Linked DNA regions of Mus musculus: regions 1 and 3 are each linked to region 2. Evidence: chromatin contacts called from public promoter capture Hi-C data. All regions are on one chromosome and are shown on one strand. Each heading gives the region's core, a stretch centred on a gene start, on an enhancer-like site or on the middle of the called end of the contact. The rest is flanking DNA. Distances are from core to core; before and after follow the strand shown. Region 1 holds the start of Shisa2 (shisa family member 2). Region 2 holds the start of Sap18 (Sin3-associated polypeptide 18). Region 3 holds the start of Mphosph8 (M-phase phosphoprotein 8).

What was found. Promoter capture Hi-C pulls out the DNA fragments that hold promoters and counts their contacts.
Region 1: a contact with region 2 is called in a promoter capture Hi-C map of embryonic stem cells, with 3 times the contacts expected there. The contact joins the promoter of Shisa2 here to the promoter of Sap18 in region 2. A contact is called at or near these places in 2 of 39 promoter capture datasets (embryonic stem cells and hippocampal neurons).
Region 3: a contact with region 2 is called in a promoter capture Hi-C map of second pharyngeal arch cranial neural crest. The contact joins the promoter of Mphosph8 here to the promoter of Sap18 in region 2. A contact is called at or near these places in 3 of 39 promoter capture datasets (cranial neural crest, pre-B cells and second pharyngeal arch cranial neural crest).

The regions. Positions count from the first base shown.
Region 1 is chr14:59,622,439-59,627,080 of GRCm38.p6, reverse strand. It overlaps Shisa2 (shisa family member 2), which reads right to left and starts at 1,800. Exons shown (of 2, transcript NM_145463.5): 1 at 681-1,800. The coding sequence starts at 1,014. It also overlaps the pseudogene Gm18073.
Region 2 is chr14:57,795,620-57,799,967 of GRCm38.p6, reverse strand. It overlaps Sap18 (Sin3-associated polypeptide 18), which reads right to left and starts at 1,779. Exons shown (of 4, transcript NM_009119.3): 1 at 1,614-1,779; 2 at 1,371-1,480. The coding sequence starts at 1,742. It overlaps Mir3077 (microRNA 3077), which reads right to left and starts at 1,544; the gene lies at 1,481-1,544.
Region 3 is chr14:56,665,841-56,670,577 of GRCm38.p6, reverse strand. Mphosph8 (M-phase phosphoprotein 8) reads right to left here and starts at 2,330. Exons shown (of 14, transcript NM_023773.2): 1 at 2,014-2,330. The coding sequence starts at 2,226. It also overlaps the pseudogene Gm4032.

The DNA.
Region 1 (4,642 bases), core at 551-3,050, 1.8 Mb before region 2:
ACACACACGCACAGAGAGAGACTCAATTTGGCAGCCTCTCCTTAAGGAAATGCCATCTACTAAATTATTTGACAGGCTTACTTTCAAAATCTGGCTTTGTCTATTAAGAAATAGTCAAAAGTCTCAATGAGCAAAGTTGGGCTCCGTTCCAGTGGCACGTCTATCAAGTCAGCCTAAGGAGGCCAATCCAGATTCCCAGAGGCCTAGGTGGTCACAGGGAGCTGTGCACTGGCTCCTGCGGGAGAGAAGGGATCCCTGAGATGTGAAAAGGTGCGTCACCCACGGGAAGTCGTCTGCTGTCCCCCAGAACTGCCCTCCGTCTGAGGACCCTTGGAGGAGAACCCTGGACAAGCCTTCTCCAGAGGGGTGCACCCTTGTCATTTTCTTGACTATTCCCAAGATTAAGCCCAGTGGAAATGGGACGAAGGGAAAGGAAGGCACGGACCATGAACAGAAGCAACGTGTTTTTTCTCGAGGTTTTTTGCCCCACTTCATACAAAGTTAATGAGTAGGGGAAACAAAACAAAACAAAAACAAAAACAACCCCCAAACAAAAACAAAAAACTCAGGTTTCTGCTCCCCGGCCCTTTCCTAAAATCTCCAGGCTTCCTGGTCCTTCTTGCCCAGGCAAAGCAACCGCCCTCCCGCTCCCTCTTTGCACCTGGCTGCTGCTCGCCTACCTGCCGAGCTGTCTGGGCCTTCTCGGTCTGTCCGGCCAGGCTCCCCTACGCCCTGCTGGCGGTCGTTGTCGCAGCCGCCCTGGTCTAGGCGCGCCTCGGCGCTGGAGCAGCAGTAGCGCAGCGCGCAGCTGCCGCAGCAGATGGTGGCGTCGCCGCCGTCGAAGCGCTCGGGGCACTGGAAGCCGATGCGCCAGACGCCCTGCGCGTCCAGCCAGCCGTGGCAGTACTCGCCGCTGGCCCGCGCCCCCGCCGCCAGCAGCGCGGCCAGCAGCAGCTGCAGCAGCGACGCGCGGTGCCTGGAAGAGGTGGAAGGTGAGCAGCGTCCGCCCCACATGGCACTGCCCTGGGCACCGGTGATGTCTCTAGAGGTCACAGATCTCCCCCAAGAAGTTATGGTTCGGCGATCCCTGGGGCTTTCCGTGAGGAACACTCCCCTCTGAGGCGAAGCCCAGGCTGCAGAGCCAGGGTCTAAGTCATCCCTCCTTGCGAGTGACCACGTCCCTGCTAGGTTCGGCCTTCACAGGGGCATCACAGAAGAAACGTTTCTGAAAGCTTGGCTTGTGATCCGACCTTCTTTGGGCATCCTCGAGGGGACGCCTCGCTGCCGACCAGGAGCCAGGCCGCGGCTGGAGCGTTTCAGCATCAGAGTCCGGAGCTGGTGGCTGCTTTCCCCCTCTATTCACTTCCCCTGCGAGAAGCAGCGAAGGAGGCGGGCAGTGCGCGCAGTGCTCCCGGCGGCAAGTGCAGCAGCGGCCGGCTGCGCTCTGCCTCCGCCACTCTGTGCTCGGTCCTCATGGCTCCGGCCACCGCTCGGGACGCTGCGAGTGCCCGCACCTCCCCTGCAGTCCCGGAGCCCGCCCGGCTGGCGGCGGCCGCGCGGCTGCTGTTGGGCGCCGGGCCAGCGGGCTGCCCTCCCCGGCTCCTACTGCAGCCCGCGTCTGGTCTCCTTTCTCCCTGTCGCTGGTGCGCCCCCGGCAGTGCGCTCCGGTGGGAGCCGCCCACGGAAGTTTCAGTCCCTCGGGCTATGGGAGCAGAGGAGCGCGCGGACACCCCACGCTCGCCTGGCAAGGCTGCGAGCCAGCTCCGACTGCCCGGCTGCGCACCGCGCTCCTCACTTAAAGAGGGGCTGGAGGCTCCCCTGCGCGCATGCGTGCCGAGAGGGCTTTCCCTCCGCCAGGGGACACTCGTAGCCCTTCACTTTCCTTCACCAAAGGTGTGGCAGTGGCCAGGCAGCGGTGCGGGTGAACAGAACAGACAAGTGGGAAAACACGTTTTAAGTCAGCCACGCCTTGGAAGCCAGTTAAAACAAGGATAGCAGAAGTAAGTTTAGTGCGGATCTTCGACGTCCAACATTCCGAGTTACTCTGACAACTCTCCAAAGAATAATTCTTACTTTCCATGTTACAGAGGACTCAGTCATCACTCAGATAGACTTGTCTTGCTCAGCTTTCAACCTCCAGGCCCAGGACGAACACAAACCCTATCTGAGCTGTGGTGCCTGGCCTCCCGGTGCCATGGCACTGCACAGTAAAGAGGTCAGCAAGAAAGTCAATAGGGTCACTGACTAAATTAACTATATTATTTTATTAGTTTTCTTTTCCCCTCCCTAATTTGGTGTGGTGATTGTTGGCGTCCGGCAGAAAGGTGCCTCCGTGTGACACTTGACCTCCTTGGCTTAGACAGCTGCAGCCAGGAAGAAGGCAAGGGTTCAGACGCCAGACATTCTGAGAAGAAACGAATAGCTTCACTCTTGAAGCAGCTGAGCAGGTGCTGATGCTATTAAAGTAACGATGAGTATTTTTAAAGGACCTACTGCGTCTTTCTCAGCTGGAGTCATTCCATGTGAATGCTAAACCCAGCCCCTGAAGGAGGAACCATCACGTGTTTCCGGGCTGTTTCTTTGTGTATCTAATGGAGAACTGGCTGTAACAAGAATACAAGGCAATTTTGTCCATAGCAAAGACATTTTTGAGTTAAACCACTGTAGGGCTCTTAGTGCAACCCTTACCTAAAACATTGAGAATTAAGCCTTCCACTCATCCCAGAAAATATTCACAGAGAAAACTCTTCCTTCTGTGCCTGTGCCCAACAAAACACCTTATTCTTGTCATTTAAGGGACCCTTGCACGGAACCCCAGAGCGTGGCCTGGGAAGGAAATGCTTTACCACAGAGCTCCACTCCAGTCTTGAAAAGACATATTTTAAATGCGCCAAACATCAACCCCTATAAGCTAAGAAATGAACAAAACTCCAACATTGAAGAAGCATTCATTTCATAAGCACATTCCGAATCGAGTTCTGGGGATTCACCTTGGCTCCTCGAACCGTTTCCCTCAAGCAGGGTGGTCTCCAACCCACAAACTAACTAGGCCCAACCCTGATTAGCATCAGAGATCAGATGGGTGTGGTCACAAACTCAAGCAGACTAATGTTTCTGAATTAACAGAGCAGTTGGACTGGAACGGAATCAAGCAAGTAAAAATGATACAACGATCTATAAGCAGCGTTGTGCAGAGCCAATGCGTGTGTGAGCGGTGGGTATGTAGGTGTTTGTATGTGCATGTATGTCTACATATATGAGCATGCGTGTGGCGGCCAGAGGTTGACTGATGTCAGGCCTCTTTCTCAATTATTTTCCTTATTGAGACATGGTATCTCACTGAACCTGGAGTTTACCAAGTTAACTAGACTGGCAGGCTTATAAGTTTGCCTGTGTGTGCCCCCATCCCACCCCATGATAGGATACAGGCCAAAGCCACCACACTTAGCTTTTCTATAGGTGCTGGGGATTCGAACTCAGGTCCTCATGCTTGAATAACCCAGCCTTTACTGACTGATCCAGCTCTCTGACCCTTTACAGGGCCAGTTAAAACACACAGGGTGACATTAGGCTGAGAGGAAAGGAGAGAAAAATATCAAACACTAGTGTTTAGATTTAAGCCCTAAGAGGCCAAGGATTGATGGGTGGAATCATGTAATGGATGGTGACTATGGTTAGCTACCATTTTCTGAACACTTACTATATTCTTATTATATTCTAGGCAGCCATGTTCCTGTGGTGGCTGATATCCTGTACTGAGCATCTCTCAGCATATTTAATCTTCACAGCCACCCATAAGGAAGACATTACTTTGCTCATTTTATTGGTAGGGACAAATTTCCCAGCCCAGGTGGACAGAGGGTGTCAATTTTCCTGGAACCACTCACTTGTTGCCTGACCCCAAAGCCCATTTACCAATCCACTGGTCACCATTCCCAGTGTCAGTAGAAATTGATTTACCTGGTATTCTGGGGGTTAATACTTTTCTAAAATTTATTTTGTTTTTAATTATGTGTAGGCATGTTTGTCTGTGAGTGAGTATGTAACATGTGTGAATTTCAGAGGCCAGAAGAGGCCACAGGATCTACTGAAACTGAAATTACAGGCAGTTGTGAGCTGTTCCTTTGAATGCTGGGAAACTTACTTCAGTCTTCTGCAAGTGGGTTCCTACTTTAAGTATGTTTCTTAGTTGTTGTGTTTGATGCAAGGTATTTGTACTTAGTGCAGACAGCACTTGCTCCATACTCCCTTTCCTTTCCATTTATACGAGTCTCCAAAACACCCATGGTTTATCCAGGGTTTATAAAGAAATTGTTGACCATTTCACACTGAATCGGTCAGATGGTTTGGTAGTACTGTGGTTTAAGGACACGTTCTTGTTTCTTTCCCAAATAGTCAATGATTAGTCTATGAGGATCCTTTGAGAAGTCACATCTCGAGCAGGAACTTAAGTTGTTTTGAGAGTATGGGGCTCTTGAACAAACGTGAGGTGTGGAGCATCAAATTTACTCTGACCAAGATTCCCAAAGCCTTCTGGGGGCTGCTGTTGAACGAGAAGGACCTATGGAGTCTCTCCGAAGGCAAAGTTCTGCTGAGGCAACTTGTTCACACTGGGTTCTGGGTGAGGGCAAGAGGAAGCCAC
Region 2 (4,348 bases), core at 530-3,029:
TCACAGCCATTTCTAACTCCAGTCCCAGAGATCTGATACCCACTTGTGACCTCAGTAGGCACCAGGCATTTATGCGGGGCACACACATACATGAAGGTAAACACACATATACATAAAAAACAAATTACAATTTGGAAGATATAATATCGAAACTGACACAAACTATACATACACCAGTGTGCATAGTTCAAGTAAAATCTTATTTTTTCATAACTGTATGTAGTTCACTGTGTAATAAAATAAGTTATAAAACTTCAGACAACTGTTACCTTCTTATGTATTTTTGCAACTAAATTTTACCTGGCCAGAATTCATACTCTATTCTGCAATTAACTCCGAAATTTTATATATCGTTCCTAGTGAACTTCAATGCTGGCATAAACTCTGATTTTCTTTTGAGGCAATTTTTAAAAATTAAACAAGCTTTTACAGTCTGAGTGCCCTAGCAGAAGAAGGGTAAGCTTTATAGCAGAAAGTCTCAAGAGCATATGCTGAAAGGTGTGTACAGTAAACACTACATTTTTAAAGTGAAAAACTTGATTATTCCAAGATTTTGATATCCATGTGGTTCTGGAACAATCTCTACAGATAACAGAGAGATAACCCTCTTTAGAAAGCTGGGCTCACGGAATAGAAAAGCAGCACTTAAGCAAAGTCCGGGCAAGCTGGAAAATTCATTTGTTGGGGGACACGGAATTTTAGTATGTGGAGAGTGGCTTAAATTCAGCCGCTACTCAGTAGTTTTCCCTTATAAATTCAATCACTAGCTCGTGTTTTGGATGGGGGTGGGGGGATGGGGGGTTGTTTGTCTGTTTTCCCGAGAAAGGGACTCTTTTGTGGTGTATCTTACCACCGCAACAAAAATGTATTAAAATTCGCCTTTGCTGCTTTTCCAAAGCTATTACAGTGTCAACCTGACACAATCCAAAGGACAAGCCTGTAACGGTCCTAGCTGCGTGGGTCCTGAGCAAGGCAGGTACTCGGAGATGAAACACTTGGGACAGCCGTCCTCACCGTGCAAACACCAAACGCTTTGACACCAAGGGCCGGGGCAGAAAGGGCTCGGTGTTGATGGTGCTTTTTAATATCTTGGTGCTGCGTGGCTCGAGGCTTCCCATTGCCTCCACTCTGCGAACACGGTTCACTCAACAGCCATCTCCCTCCCCGTCCTCTACCATCTTATCCTACCGCACCGTAAGCTACCTACGTATCCTTTTGTACCGGGCGGCCACACGGCGAGAGCGACGCCGGTCAGTTCACTCTGACCTAACGTTTCATCCCCACTCCCGAAAGGCGTCACACGGCGGGCGAGCCCGCCCTGGCTGTCCCCGAGGACGCAGCCCGCCAGGCCCGGGTCCCGCGCGGCTCACCAGGTGTAGATCTGCAGCTCGCTCGAAGGCACGTTCCCGCGGGAGAACTCGTCCATTCGGTGGTGGCGGCCGTTGTTGGTGGTGAAGACCCGCAGCAGGAGCGGGCAGGTCTGCGGAGAAGCAGGGAGTCAGCCTCGGGCGCGCCATTTGGCCTGCCCGCCCACCCGTCCGCAGGCCGCGCCCGCCCTCCCGCCAGCTCGCCGCTGCTGCCACCTCTGCCCCGCAGCCGCCCGCAACCCGCACCTTCTCGCGGTCGATCGGCTTCTCCGGCTCCTTCTTAATTTCCTCCTGGGTAACGCGCGACTCCACCGCCATCTTCCTCCTTCGGCCCGGGAGACGCTCGCCCTGACCTCCGACCCCTGCGGCGAGCATGAGCTAGTCGTCTCTCGCGAGGAAAGGCACGAGGTTTTATAGGAAACGAGTGGCAAGGCGGGGCATCGCATGGCGCAGGCGTATTTCCGTATGTGTGGGTGCACACGCACGCACGCGCGCGCGTACGTGTTGCCTTGGGGAGAGGGGTGGGGCACACGCATGCGCAGTGCTCTACAGGCGTCTTGATCGTTCTTAGTTGTTTTCTTACGTGCTCACTGCCCAGGTCAGCTTAACGTAATATTTTCATGCGTAGTGATGAAAATGTGTAGCGATCACGAAAAACTTAAGAAAATTCACATGACATGTAAAAATATGAACCAGGTAGTCATAGTGATGATAAACCGACTGAACTGGTTAATATGGACCCCCAGTGCAGAAAGGTACTGCAAGGCCAGCGAAATGATACCTTTTCTGTAGATGATGGGGTAAAGCTGTCTGTTTAGGGGCTATGAATGAAATAGGCTCTTTTTATGTCACGCAAAATTCAAGAGAGGCAAATCCAGCGGCATGGTGATGCATACCTTCACCTGGTCTTCAGAGTGTCAGGACAGTCAGGGCTATGTGGAGAGAGCCTGTTTCAAAACAAAAACTACAAAAGTATCAGTGAGAAAGACTGATTGAAAAAACCTTCATGCCGGCCAGTGGTGGCGCACTCCTTTAATCCCAGTACTTGGGAGGCAGAGGCAGGCTGACTTCTGCATTTGAGGCCAGCCTGGTCTACAGAGTGAGTTCCAGGACAGTCAGGGCTACACAGAGAAACCCTGTCTCAGAAAAAGAAAGAAAGAAAGAAAGAAAGAAAGAAAGAAAGAAAGAAAGAGAGAGAGAGAGAGAGAGAGAGAGAGAGAGAGAAAGAAGGAAAGATAGAAAGGAAGGAAGGAAGGAAGAAAGAAACCTTCACAATATGCTATAGATACTAAAACATAAACCCCATAGCTCCATTTTAAAGCAGTTGCTTTAAAAATGAAATCTAGACAGTAAGCATGTAAGGTTCGGAATGTCACTGCTAACCCAGAGAGTTCGTTAAAGATCTGGTGACTGCTTTTAATAGATTGCTTTACAAACAAATCGGATGTAGTATATCTGCAAAAATTAGACACTGCCAGTAGCAGCTGTTGGCCTTGGCACTTCTGAACTCCGGTGAGAAGGCAAGCTGGCACACACTTTGGATTCTTTAGGGTTCCTTGCTAGTCATCCTCTAGTCCTTACAACCCCTTCTTGCTGATAGACTCTAGAGAAAATCTTTGCTAGGAGTATATCCAGAGACATTATGAGAATGCTCTTCACTTGAGGTTCTTACAGAGGACCAGGCTACAATTCAAAACACCTGTAACTCCAGTTCCAGAGGCTCTGATGTCCTCTTCTGGCTTCCTTTGGGCACTGCATGCATGTGGTGCACAGACATGAAAACAGTCAAAACACCCATACACACAGCATAAAAATAAACAGATTTAAGAGGATGTAGAATGCTCATAACTTCAGACAGAAGCTGCTCCTGTAGCGAGGACAAGCCAGGCCTTACTAAATCCTCTATCTAGGACCTCCTTCCCTAAACTGCTGTGCTCCTAGTCGTTAACAGACCCAAGGCAGGGTGGGACAACACAACTTGCTAAATCTCTGCCTAAATTCCTGTCTTGTACCTTCACTATCTGCTAAATTCAGAGGTCCTCCGCCTTGTAGACACCTCTACTTCTACATCTTTATTATAAGCTGCTTTCCTTACTTCTGGGACGACTGCTGGATCCCCATCATACCGCTGCATCCTCTGCCAAGTGGCCAGATTACCAATCCATCACAGGACACCTCTCTGCCAAATCTGGAGTTTTCATTACTTAAAATATTAGCCATAAGGTGGATCTCTGTGGGTTTGAAGCCAGCCTGGTCTGCAGAGTGAGTTCCAGAATAGCCAGGACTATGAAGACCTGTCTCGAAGAAACACACACACACACACACACACACACACAGAGAGAGAGAGAGAGAGAGAGAGAGAGAGAGAGAGAGAGAGTCAGAGACACAGAGACAGAGAACAAAAGAAAGAAAACAGAAAAAAAAACCCACCAACAACAAAATCCACACCAATGAATTGATAAAAAGAAAAAAAAAGTAAAAAAAAGTTAGGATGTCATTCATTTTGTAGAGTTCTTGCTTAGCATACTCAAGGCCCTAGATTTGATCTCCAGCAATTCAAAAACTAAGCATAGTTGCATATGCCTTTATTCCTTTATCTCCACATTTGGGTGATAGGAAGATAAAGAGTTCAAGTCATCTTTGACTACAAAGTAAATTTGAGGCTAAAATAAATATAAGACACTGCTTCAGAACACAGGAGGGAAGAAGAACTACTCCAAGGGATGTAGTGGCTATTCCTGGTTGTCAACTTGACTATATTTGGAATGAACTACAATCCAGAATTGGACAACTCACCTGTGATCCTAATCTGGAGGCAGAGAGATACAAGTTTCTGACCTAGATTTTGTCATGGAAATCTTGAGATATAATGACTATGAATCCCAGAAGATTAAGAAAGGGAGATCTCTGAGTTCAAAGTCATCTGGGACAAAGAAAGTCCCAGATCCAGGCATGGTGGCACACACCTTTAATCTGGGCCA
Region 3 (4,737 bases), core at 1,081-3,580, 1.1 Mb after region 2:
GGCTTGGAGGGAGAAAAGCTGCTTACTGCTCTTAGAGAAGACCCTAAGATTCTCAGAATCCACTGCTAGCCATTCACAAGTGCAGGCTTGTGTGGATATAGGTGTGCCACTGCTGCTGGTAGACCTTAGAGGATAAACTCAGTCTTGAACTTGTCTTTCACCTTGAGACAGGGTCTGTGGTTGTTTAACACAGCACAGTAAGATAATATAGCAGGTAATTCTCCTGTCTCACCCCCCAACAGGAACACCAGGTTCACAGACTGGCAGCCAACTTTACATGGACTCTGGGGATTTGAATTCTGGCCCTACCTCTCTAGCTCCATAATAATGACAGTGAATTTCAATTATTTAACTCTCCCTTGAAAATTTTCCAGTGTCAGTAACTGCAGGAAGGTCTCAGGCTCTAAGTCAGCCTGGACTTCTGAGACCCTACCTCAAAAAGCAGGGAGTGACCAAGTGGGGTATGCAGATGCAGAGGGAGCCTGGAGCCATTGTCTCTGTGGCTAAGAGTAATTTAGGATCCATTCCCAGTACCCATGTGGCAGCTCACAACTATTTGCAATTTCAGTTCCAGGAGAACAAATGCTCTCTTCTCGGCTCACAAATGTGGCACAGACAGACATAAGGCTGAACAACCATATACATAAAAATAACAATATAGGCTAGAATTTCGTCTTTAAAAAGAAAAAAAAAATCTCTACCATCAGGCCAGGCAGTGGTGGTCTTTAATCCCAGCATCCAGGAGGCAGATGCAGGCACATTTTTGAGTTTTAAGGCCAGCCTGGTCTAAACAGAGAAATCTTGTCTCAAAAACAAAACAAAACAAAACAGGAGTTCTCAGAGAAAAGCACCACTTTAAAGAAATGTCTACCATCAAGCCAACATGGCACAGGGTAAACAGCAGTCCATTAAAAAAAAAAGTTTGTCAATGGATTAAAAATTAAGATGAAAGTTGGCATATGGCAGATAACAAATGACAGAAAATACAACAGAAACAAAACCATCGTATAGGCACGATTCCTATCTACAGCCCTTATCTTCTCCTTTCTCCAAATTCCCATTTCGTTTACTCATTCAATAATCCCACAGCCGTGAGATAGATCTCTGTGGTAAAGCTCTTGCCTTGCATTCATGAAACCCTGGGTCCAGTACACGGTATCAGATAACGGCAACAACAAAATCAGCCTTTGCTGTTACTGGACTAAGTGTCCGTGATTCAAGCATTATTATAAACCACATCCCCTGATTAAAGGAGCCCACAATCTAGAGCAGAAAAGACAAATACAGAGATAAAAGACAATGACTTAAATAGAGGTAAGAGAGTAAGGACAGAACTGAGAAAGCACCTTTTTCTGCAGAGCTCGGGTAAGGGAAGAGAGGGGAGAAAAGGTATCACAAACAGATGGATCCCAAGCCTTGGAAATACAGACTAAGAATTTCTCCCGGGGACGACATTCGCAGCAAGGAGGATGTTAAGTGTTCAAGCACGATGTGCGAAGATTGTCCTTTCAAGCTTACTCTAAATCTCTTGAGTTACACTCATAAAACGCGCAGAAAAGGGACACTTTGGGTTGGGAAACCTTTACTGTCCCGGGCACTCGGTGTGAATGGGATTTCCTGAATTTAAGCCAAGGAGCATTTTCTACTTTTAGAAAACATTGGGACAACGGTGTAGAGAATCCTCCAGTCTTTCCTAACGGAAAGCCATGGCCCTAACCGTATACCCGAATGCTGAAGGCCACAGAAGTCTCCCACCAGCTGCCTTGCATCCTACGATTCTCAACATTCCATGTCACCGCTTCGTCTCTTCTGCCAAAACAACACTTAGAACTTCCCTAAGCATCCATCCTCCACCGACTGCGGCCAGGGTCCTCTCCAGGATGTCAGTCTGCGCCTACGGACCGCCACCGTCCTCCCAAGCTGTTCCAGGCTGTTCGGCGTCCCACTCGGATTCTCCCAACCCGCCGTCCCCGCCCCGGAGACTCCCTGTCCGGCCGCTCAGCCCCCACATACTCCCTCGCACTTCATGTCCAGGATCCTCTCCACCTCGAAAACGTCCTCCCCATCCTCCTCGCTGTCCCCAACGGCCACCGTTCCTTTGGTGGCTGCGTCCTTCTCTTCGTCCCCTGCTCCAACTCCTTCGGACTCGGGAGAACGGCCAATGCTGTCGGGAACTGACATAACTAGAGCGGCCGCACTCATGCCCTCCTCAGCCGCCGCCGCCATCACAGACGCAGTGCAAAACCAACGCGAAAAACCGCCGGCGACCCACAGCGGGACAGCACCGCGCGCCTGCCGCTCCGCCCTAATCCGCTCCAGCGGCGTGACTCGACCGTGAGGCAAGCCAGCCAATTGTGGGCGCCGAGCTCTGGATTGACACACAGAACGGCCAATCACGCAAAGGCGCGCTCCCCGGCTCCCTGGGGAGTTCACGGGAAGTGGATGGGCGGGTCGACGGACTCTGAGGAAGAACGCTGCCTCAGGGAAGAGCGGAAGGGCTCCCCTGGGGAGACTGCGAGGGGCGGTCCTAGCACCTCACCTCCCAAACTCCGGTGACGCCCGCTGCCTGAGGAGACCTGTTGTTTGGATTGTCGGAAGGAGACCATGAGGATTCTGGGAAAGGGACCCCCAGTGTTAGCGAGACCCGCCTGTGCGGAATGGCTGCCCAGGAATCCTTTCGTATGGTTTTGGCTGGCTTATATGGCGTCTGCGGTCGAATCAATTACATATAGCCTATAGGGATATTTCATTTTAGTGAGTAGCGTTTATAGATAGAGAATAGGGACCCGGAGGTGGTTCAGCAGATTACGGCCCTGGTCGCCAAATATGAGGACCTGAGTTTAATTTCCAAGGGCATACATAGCGAGAGAATTCCCCCAATATGTATTCTCTTCTGTCAGGAGAAAGGCCAATCTTTACAGCAAGACACTGTATCAAGTAATAATTTATGGGATTTACTTGTTGGGCTTTGAAAGTAGTTCAGTGATAGGGCGTTTGTCTGGCAGGTGATGGTTGGAGGCTTGGTCCTAGTAGCTGAGTAAAAGTTGGTTCTCTCCTTCAAAAGATAGAGCCCAGGTTGCCTGGCTTGGCCCCATTTGGGCTATACTTAATTAATTGGATCATTCACACCTGATAAACCAAGCCAAAACCACCTATGTGTTTGTTCCCAAGTTCCCTTGCTTCTTATTGAATTGAAAATATCAGAAGCAGGTGCGGGGTTGATGCAAGAGAAACGAGTAATATTGATGCTACAAAGGAGTCACTAGGAAGCGAGCCTGCGATATGATTGGAAGAGAATTACCAGGCTTATTACAAACTCTAGGAAAGACATTTTTGTGCCAACATTGAAGTTTTGGGTTGCTGAGAAAGTTTCTGTTAACGTTAGTGCACTAAGATTGACCTCCAATTAGACTCCATTTCCACAACAAAAGGAGACAACCCTAACTTACAACCAGCCATTAAGCCTATCCACCTTATTAAAAAAAAAAAAAAAAAAAAAGCCTCTAAGGGGCAGCTCAATGGCTGAGCCCCAAGTCACACCTATCATTAAGTCCTAGTTTGCCATTAAATCCCCTGTGCCCTTGTGAGGAAAAGCCTAACTCTGCTGGTAGGTAGGCAAGAGGACCCTGAATAACAACTATTTGAAAAGAACAACACTGGTGTATATGCTTAGAAATAATTCTGACTATCTTCGCTGTGTACCTCTTGTATCTGCCTGAGTGACTAGACTTTCAGTCTCCTGTCTGTATTAAAATTGTTCCAAGAGTAACCTGCATCTGGAACCTGAAAGAGATTTCAGAATAATAGCTTATGTGGCATGTATAAGCCGAAAATGAGTGTAAGTTAGTAAAAAATCTGTTCACAACTAGCTCCTCTTTGAGCAGTATCCAGAGCCAGATTTATGGTATTATTAAAGAGCTCTCTCCTTTATTAATCTAAGTGTGTGGAGTAAGTTTCACCAGAGAGACATACTAACTTTAAAACAGGTCACATTCCTATAACCCCAGCCTTCCAAAGGCTGAGGCAGGAGAGTGAAGTCTTCAAAGCCAGACTGGTTTAAAAAACACCTTTAGATAGATTAATACATAGATATCAGATATAGATGGAAGACAACATAGACATATCAGCATACATCAGAGAATGATATAACGAAGTTATTTGTGCAGATTATGAATAAGTAACAATTGTTCTATGTGCATACAATACTGCTAGGAAACGTCACTTAAGAAAATATTTTTCTGACATTACTTCCAGCCTCCCTCTAGCCTCTTGTGTCCCCAAATTGTGTACCTTATCTCAGCTGGTCTGCCAGAGACCCCCTCAGTACAAACTGAGGTACCCCATGCAGGCCCCATTTCCACTCCAAAAAGATGAAAGAAATACTGTGAACCAGCAAAAATTCAAACTGCAGGCACAAATGCCCATTGGTGGAAAAGAAGCTTTTTGAAGAAAGAAGGAGATATTTCACAGAACAGCATGGCAGATGATAAAAAAAAAAAACCCTGCAGTTCTCCTTAAAGAAGTTAGGGGTAAACAATATCTCTGGTATGAAGAGGTGAACATGTTTACAAACCATGGAACAGTGAATCATTTTAACAACCCTAAAGTTGAGGCATTTCTGGCACTTTTACCATTACAGGCCACGCTGAGACAGAGCGGCTGACAGAAATGCTTGCCAGCATCCTAAACCAGCTGGGTGCAGACGGTCTGACTAGTTTAAGGAGACCGGCTGAAGTT